Regions from separate parts of the Ovis aries genome. Here region 1 is linked to region 2. The links are chromatin contacts, called in public Hi-C maps. All regions are on one chromosome and are shown on one strand. The core of a region is the stretch at or near the end of the contact, and the rest is flanking DNA. Distances in the headings are between cores, read along the strand shown.

Region 1 (3,870 bases), core at 897-3,396, 270 kb after region 2:
CCCTCACCCAGCACCAGCACCTGGGAAAAGACCAGGGCATCCCAGCCTGCCCAGTCATGCACCCCACCCGACTGATTGCCCGCAGCCAGGACAACCCCTACCACCAGCCAAGCAGACAGCCCCGGGAGCGGGGTAGTGGACTGGGTCCTGCCACATCCATGGGGGTGTGAAGGCCAAGATGATTGGTCTTTTGAACCCCTCCATCTTGGAAACGATCTTACCCACCGCTCTCACCCCAGCATCTGCTCCGTTGTGGGGAGCAGGGTCCTGGGAGACCGGGATGGCTCAAGCTCCAGCCGAGCCCCGCCCCCAGCTCTGCTGTGCATGGGCAGGCCCTCCTGGGCAGTGCCCCTCCTCCCACCAACCCAGACTCCACTAGTACCCTGGACCCAGGGGCTGCATGCCTCGCTACCCATTCCAGACGGGGTGTCGAGCTCCAAGCAGTGGTCTCGGGCGCCCCCTTGCGGGGTCCTACAAGTGTGCTGCCCGGTGAGGGCTAGGAAGGCCGGCAGGCGGCAGTGCAGCGCCTCTGCAGAGACGGGGTCCCAGGACATGGGGAGAATAAAGTGTAAAGAAGGATGGCGTGTGCAGCTGGCAGGACTGGGGTTCAGCCGGGCCTCCACCTTCCCCGGGTGGGTGACTTGTGAGTGTCCAGGGATGGGGAGTCTGAAGGGTAGGATCCAAACCAGCTCTGTGTGCTGAGCCTGTGGGGAGGGCTGTGGGAACAGAATGTGCGCCAGACGCCACGTAGACCCCCTCCTCATTGACACCTCCGTGTCCCTGGCCCCACACCCGCCACTGAACCGTCATCACTCTGCACAACCACAGGGCAGCTCACCCAGGACACTGCCCCGCACAGAACCAGGAAGACCGTGTTCTGCCCGCCGCCCCGCTATCTCTGCAGCAACCTCAAAGCTTAACATGGTGCCAGCTGGCAGAAGAGAGACCACCCCAGAGCCCAGCCCCATTATCCAGCAGCAGACAGCATGGTTTTGGAGCTGAGGGCCAACAACCAGATGACAGCCATCCCCCTTTATCTTCCTCATCTGACATCAGTGTAACTATTGGCCACCAGCTTGTGGGTCCTGCCCCCTCCACCTGCCAGGGCCCTCCTACTAGAACAGCAGGCCAGAGGGCCCTAATCCAACAATGTTGACCCCGGCTTCTCCTCGCTAACAGAGCAATTTGTGTGCCATGTGTGGCACATTGCGTGGGGAGCATTCACAGAGCTGTGTGGCAGATTTCACGGCTAGTGCCCAGTCTCCAGCCTCCAGCATGGCGACGTTCCCTGGCTGAGCCGCTCAGCCCTGACAATACCCTGAGGTCACAGTCGCTGTCCCCAGCTGAAGGATGAGTAAACCTACAGGCGGAAAGCTGGACAGAGCGGGCCAGTGCCGTACAGGTGGCCATACGACCCTGGCCTGCGAGACACAGGTGGGCTCCTGAGCATGAAGCCACTGGCTCTGGAGTCTGGGCCGGGAACAGAAGGCCTGGTACCCCGCAGATTCAAGGTCACTTTGCTGCTGAGGGACAGAAGTGCAGGACTCTGCCTGGGGCTGAAGCTCCAGCACACCCTGCCTGCCACCCCAGGCAGGTGCCTTCTCCCCTTGGGCCTGCGGTCTTCAGTCGCTGGAGACCAGGTGGCATTGACAGTCATTCTTGGAGCTCCTCGAGGGGCCGCCCTGACCTCTGATGGCGGGTGCCACAGCTCCAGTCCTGCACCTCAGCCCCACCCCCCACCCCCCACCCCCGCGCAAAGACACACACCCTGAGGGGGGATGTGGAGCCTAAAGACAGGCTCCACGGAGGCTGACAACGAACGCCGCAGCCCAGCAAAAGGAATAGGGCACTGGAGTCCTGGGGCCGCGACTTCTGAGCCGGGGACTCGAACCCACGGCAACACCACCACTCGCCCCGAGTCAGGCCTCGCGGGCTCAGCCGCAGGCCGACTCGCGGCTCCTAGATTCCCCAGGGCAGCATGAGATCCGACTCTAGGACCCAGGGGAGCGCCCCGCCCCCGGCGCCGCGCTGGCCAATGGGCTGGCGCGATGGCGATATATTTGCATGGGGGTGCGCCCCGGCCAATCGGTCGCGGGCCCGGGCGCGTGCGCGAGCTGGCGGGCGGCGGCCGGCGGGCGGCGGGCTCAGTCGGAGGATGGCCGCAGCCGCGGCGGGTGGAGCGCCGGGCACGTCCCCCGGCCCCGCCGCCAGGGCAGCGCCACAGGCGCTGCGGAGGCGCGGGGACTCACGGCGCCGCCAGGCCGCGCTCTTCTTCCTCAACAACATCTCCCTGGACGGGCGGCCCCCGAGCCTGGGTCCCGGGGGAGAGAAGCCCCCGCCGCCGCCGCCACCGCCCACCGAGACCCGCGAGCCTCCGGCGCCGCCGCCGCCTCCGCCTCCGCCGCCGCCCGCGCCCCCCGCCGGCCTGCCCCTGCCCGGGCCCGGAGGCAGGACCTCAGCGCCCCAGGGCCTGCTCAGCCCTGCTCCCGCGCCCACCGGCTTGGGCCTCGGCCTCGGCCTGGGCCTGGACGGGCAGCGCCAAAGGTGAGTGCGGCCCGGGTCACCTGGAGCCTGGGGGCGGCGGAGTGGCCCGAGGCTGGGTCAGCGCGGGGGTCGGGGTCACCTGGCAGTCACCCAGGGTTCAGAGTTGGGGTAACTGGGCTCCAGGTGAGTGGAGTGGCCCTGGCTGGGTGGGCGTAGGGTTGGAGTGACCTGGGGCCATCAGCACAGTGGACAGGGTGGCGAGGTGGCCGTGGGCTGGCTCAGTTCATTACATGGGGCGGAGGTGACCTACGGAAAACCAGGATCAGCCCATGACACAGGGCTGAGTGACCTATCAGCATAGGACTTGGAGATCAGGAGGTGACCCTGATCCCCTGGGAGCCCCAGACATGTTGGGGTGTCCCGGGCCCTGTCAGTGAGGGACAGAGACTTAGGGTGTCCTGGGTCTTGCCAGCCCCGGAAGAGAGTCTTGCCTGGGCCCCTCCCCAGCCTAAGGTGTCAGAGTCAAGGGTCTTCTGGGATCTGTCAACCCCCTGGACAACCCCCTGTATGTTAGGGTTTCCTTGGGCCTTGTTGATTCCCAGACTTAAGGGTCATGGTCCCGTTAATCCTGCCATCCCTGAATATGAGGTCAGGGTCTTCTCGATCTTGTCAGACCCTGAACACAGGTCAGGGTTCCCTCAACCCTTGTCAGCCCTCAGAAACGGAGCTCTGTCTGCTCCAGACACACACACCCCTCCCCAGCCCATTTTATCAGTTCACTGGACACAGGGACTCGTAAACGTCCACCATACATTCCCCTTCATTCTCTGAAGTGGGGCAATCCCCATGAGCCAGGGATCTTCCCTGCACTGTGACCTTTCCCCAGAGTCTCCCATACCGGGCCAGACTCCCAGCCCACAGCTGCTGGTCCCTGGAGCCCCCCATCACCGTCTCCTCTTTTATCCTCTCTGAGCTCAGTGACCCTGGGCCCATCACATCCCAGGTCGCAGGCACTTTCCCTGCCCCTCACCCATCTCAGAGCCTCCCTGACCCTGAGCCCTGCCCCTGTAGTCTGTGCCCCTTGCCCACATGCTCTGGGTGCTGGACACCCCACTTCCTTCCCCCAGAGACCCTTTTGCGGGCCCTGGAGGTATGCAGAGTCCCGAAGCTGGTGCTGCACGTGGGTGGGCCGAGACCTTGAACTCACCGCAGTCCCCTGGAGTCCAGAGGCTCTTCTTACCTGGAGGTCATGACGGCTGCACTGGCTGTCGCTGCCTCGCCGCCCTGGTCCTCAGGCAGTTCCAGGTGATGGGTTCTTCTGAGGGACTGCGGTTGGGAGGTGGAGGCCCAGGGTATGGTGCTTGTGGCTAGATTTCTTGACTCTAC
Region 2 (3,856 bases), core at 916-3,415:
TGGGGTGAGATCCACAGACCCATATTTACAAGGTCCCAGGTGACCATGGCATCAGCTCTATAGCGGTGCTGGGGTCCAAGGAACTGAGGAAGGAAGGGCCACCTGTCCTGGACTGAGAGCCTCCCTGGTGGCCCCCACAGCAGAGTATCACCGTACCCTGTACGGGGCATCACTGCCTCAGCACCCTCTGAGCCAGCGTCTGCACTTGAGAGCCATCTGTCCTGTCTACCGCACCAAAGGCCCCTCAGGACAGGGGCCCTCCCATACTTGTCTCTGTGTCCAGCTTTGGGCCCCAGCCTGGAGTGGAGATGCAGGAAGCGTCTGGGGGCCAGGTGACACCCCAACATGACAAGCATGGGGGGTCCTGCCAAGCTGCTGAACACTGGAATTCTGGGGGAGTGGTGCCCCAACGGGTGGGCACAGCCCTTCGGGCGGCCTGCTTCAGTTCAACAGCTTGACCTCGAGTTCCTGGGTGCTAACTGCAGGCTCGGGGTCAGAGCAGTACTGTCATTTCTCTTCCTTCTCTGCCTTGGGACAAGGAGATGCAAACGACTTTCCCAAGGCCAACAGGGAACTTGTGGTGGTGAGGGTTAAGGACACAAGAGGGTCTGAGCTTCACTTAGAAGCTCAGGGTGGGAGGGAGGGAGGAGGGAGGGGCACAGGGTGGGGTGCGGGTGCAGCCCCGAGTCCTGACGCCTGCTGCCACAGGGCCCTGACTCCTGCTGTTCCTCTGCAGGGAACACCCACCTGTCTTTTCTGCTGTCCTGGTTACCAAGTTGACCTGCTCTCCCTCAGACCCAGCATCTGGGGGTTCCCTGAGGGTGGTCTTCCCTGAGGGTTGGCCTAGTTCTCACAGAAACCACCATGTTCATCTCAATGTGACTCAGACCCGGTCACCTCCCTGCTTATAGCACTCGGGAGTTTTCCACAGGACTGACAACCTAAGAGCCCCCTCCCACACAGGCCTCAGCTCCCTAGTTATCTCCTGGAAAGATCTTAACTGAACCTCGACTCCCCCCCAAAATCTAAGGTAGATTCAGTGCAATAACTAGCTACTGTCACCAAGCTTGTGTTTTCATAAAACTACCCAGAGCTATCTTGTTTAACAACTGGTCACCTGTGGGACATCCTGGATGTCAAGGTAGGACGTGGTTGGTGGTGGGGGGTGGGGGGGGTGGGGACAAAGGCAGGGTAGGCGGTGTGGAGGGGGCTCCCTGCCAGCAGCTCTGTCTGCGGGGGTCCAGCTCACCAGTGCCTGCATGTCATACATGGTGCTCAGGTGGTCCCAGATGACCTTGGATGGGACCTGCCGACCGATGTTCTGGCTGAACTTGTCTCGGATACAGATCATGTGGAAGTGCCGGTTCACCCCTGCAGAAGGAAGGGGTCGGCTTGTGGGGGAGGGGTAGGCCAGCTGGTAGGGTAGCGAAGAGGTAGGGGGCAAGGGGGAGAGAGCGGGCAGTGGTTGCAAGGGTGTAGGGAGGCAAAGGTGGAGGGTGGAAGAGGTAGGAGGTGCAGCGGAGAGAGGTGGGAGAGGAAAAGGCAGGGGTGTGCAGCGGAGGTGTAACGAGGGCACAGGGGTGGGGGTGCACGTGAGGGCTGGAGTCAGCCGGGATGGGTGGCTGGGCACAGGAAGGGGGCAGAGTCGGGTGGGGGTAGGGTATAGAAGGGGGCAGCGTGGGCAGGAGTGGGGGACTGCTGGAGGAAGCATGGATGGGGTGCGCAGGTGGGGGCAGGGTGCGCAGGTGAGGGCACGGTCGGCGGGGTGCAAGCGCAGGAGGCCCCGCCCAGCGCGCGTCCCCGACCGTTGCCGGCCGCCCCGCCCCCACGCGGGTGGGCCGCCCCGGCGCGGCGCTCTGCTCACCGACGGGCTTGTGGCCCAGCATGGCGTGGAAGAGGCACACCTCCACCTCGGGGCTCCACACCACCGTCTCCTCGGCCGGGCTGGTGGCAGCCTCCCCAGGGCCCTTGTCGCCGGCCGCGCCGCCGCCGCCCACCTCGGCCTCCCCCATGGCCCCGCCGCCCAGCGACGAGCCCCGGGCGGGAGCGGGCACGGCCACGAGCTCCGCGCAGGCGCACTCGCGGCGTGGGCGCGCGCTCGACGGGCTCGCTCTCGGACTCTCCCGCGGCGCAGGCGCAGGCGCAGCTGAGCGCTGGGTCGCCGCGCCCCCAGGCGGCACGGTCTCGCGGCGCAGCGCCGGCAGAGCAGGCGGATCAGGCGAAGGAGTGGGTTTGCGTAGATGGATGGAAATGCCCTAAATTAGATTGTGCCCGTAGCTGCACAGCTCGGGGTAAACCCCGCTGAACTCTGCGCTTACGATGGCGGGATTGCAAGCTGCACCTCAGTAAGAAGCAAAGAAGAAAAAGAACAGGCGACCTACAGTTCCTGCGAGTGGGGGCTCCAAGGGCTTCCACTGCCTCCAGCTGACCCTTGGCCTGAGCGCTGCACAGAGAGGCTCCTGCACACCGGGGCAGGGACGTCGGGGTACAGCCTTCCCGCCTGGGGCCTCCAGGGTGACCAGCATTGGGCCCTGGGGGTTAACCCTGGTCGGGAGGGGCGGGGCCAATGGGGCGGCCGGCCTGGGCAGTCAGGTGACAAGCTCAAAGCTGCGCCCAATCAAGACCGCCGGCTCCTCCCCGCCCCGCCCCGCCCCATCCCCGCCCCCGAGGGCTTCTCCCCGGCCCTTCTCCGTCAGGCCACGCCCACGCGGTGCTCCGGGCGGTTACCCAAGGCGAGGAGCGCTCTTGCTCTTCGTCTCCCCCTGGGTGTAGACATAGGGTCGGCCTTCCGGGTCCCTTTCTGGCTCTGCGGCTTGCCAGCCGTGTGAGCCAGGCAAAACGCTGAGCCTCTCCAGGCCGCAGGTGTCCTCCTTGCAGTGCAACTAACGGCGGCGCCTTATCCTGGGGTGCCCTGGGCACACGCTCGCGCTTCTTAGCCGGCATTCGGAACCGCTCTGGCCAGCCTCACCCCCGGAACAGTGGGGACTCAGTCTTGTCCTCCCTTGTGTGAAGAGCGCTGCTGGTGATGCCAGTCCCCACAGAGTGGGGACATGTGGCCCAGGGAGGATTTCAGTGACCCAGTGCCACCGGCTGTCCTGGAGCCACGATGTGGAGGGACATTGTGACTTTGCTGGGCCTGTGCTTCTTTCCTCTCTCTGACCCACAAGTGGGGCTCCCCTCAGGGCTTGCTGTGAGGTGGAATGGAGCACAGCCCAAAGCCACTTCACTCGGGCTCTGTCACACAGAAAGCACTAACAGACAGTGGCCCTCATCATTAATCTCCCTACACTTCCCAGACACTTCAGGGTCCCTGCTCCTCCACCAGGTCCACCTTCTGCTCATTCTATCCCCACCCAATTCCTGCCTTCTTCAATCTGGAGAGCCTCCTCCTCTAGGAAGCTACCCCTGATGCCCACAAGACAGCCTCAGCCCATCTGTGCCTCTCATGCAATCTCTTCCTCCTGCCTGGGGTCACCTGGGTGCTGGGCTGTGTTTTCGTTCTCTCTGGTGGCCACTGTAGCTGAGCTGTGTTCAGCCAGCAGCTGTGGTCCACAGACACCCGGTTCCTTTCATTCCAGGCAGATCCTAGAATGTGTATCTTCAGTCAGACTCGATGCAGAAAGACAGGTTGGATGATCTGGGCAAAAGGAAACTGCCTTCTCCACATCTTTCTTACATGAAGCCTCCTGGGTACTGCCCATTTGTCTGCTTCACCAGGTTTGTGTGGGACTGTCTCTACCCATGAGTATTAAGCCGACCTCTGTGCCCAGTGTCAGGGTGGAGCTAAATGCCATGCTCAGCTGCCAGGACTTTGCCTAATCCCAGTGATTTGGCTCATTTCTTTGTGTCCCACAGA

What was found. A called contact is a pair of places that touch in the nucleus more often than the background predicts.
Region 1: a contact with region 2 is called in a Hi-C map of muscle, with 2.9 times the contacts expected there. The contact joins the promoter of CABLES2 here to the promoter of MRGBP in region 2. A contact is called at or near these places in 4 of 16 Hi-C or Micro-C datasets (blood, hypothalamus, muscle and 1 more).

What each region holds. Positions count from the first base shown.
Region 1 is chr13:54,550,513-54,554,382 of ARS-UI_Ramb_v3.0, forward strand. It overlaps CABLES2 (Cdk5 and Abl enzyme substrate 2), which reads left to right and starts at 2,147. Exons shown (of 10, transcript XM_027976972.2): 1 at 2,147-2,544. The coding sequence starts at 2,156. It overlaps RBBP8NL (RBBP8 N-terminal like), which reads left to right. Exons shown (of 14, transcript XM_042229901.1): 14 at 1-579.
Region 2 is chr13:54,282,342-54,286,197 of ARS-UI_Ramb_v3.0, forward strand. It overlaps MRGBP (MRG domain binding protein), which reads right to left and starts at 2,166. Exons shown (of 5, transcript XM_027976970.3): 1 at 1,865-2,166; 2 at 1,250-1,371. The coding sequence starts at 2,012.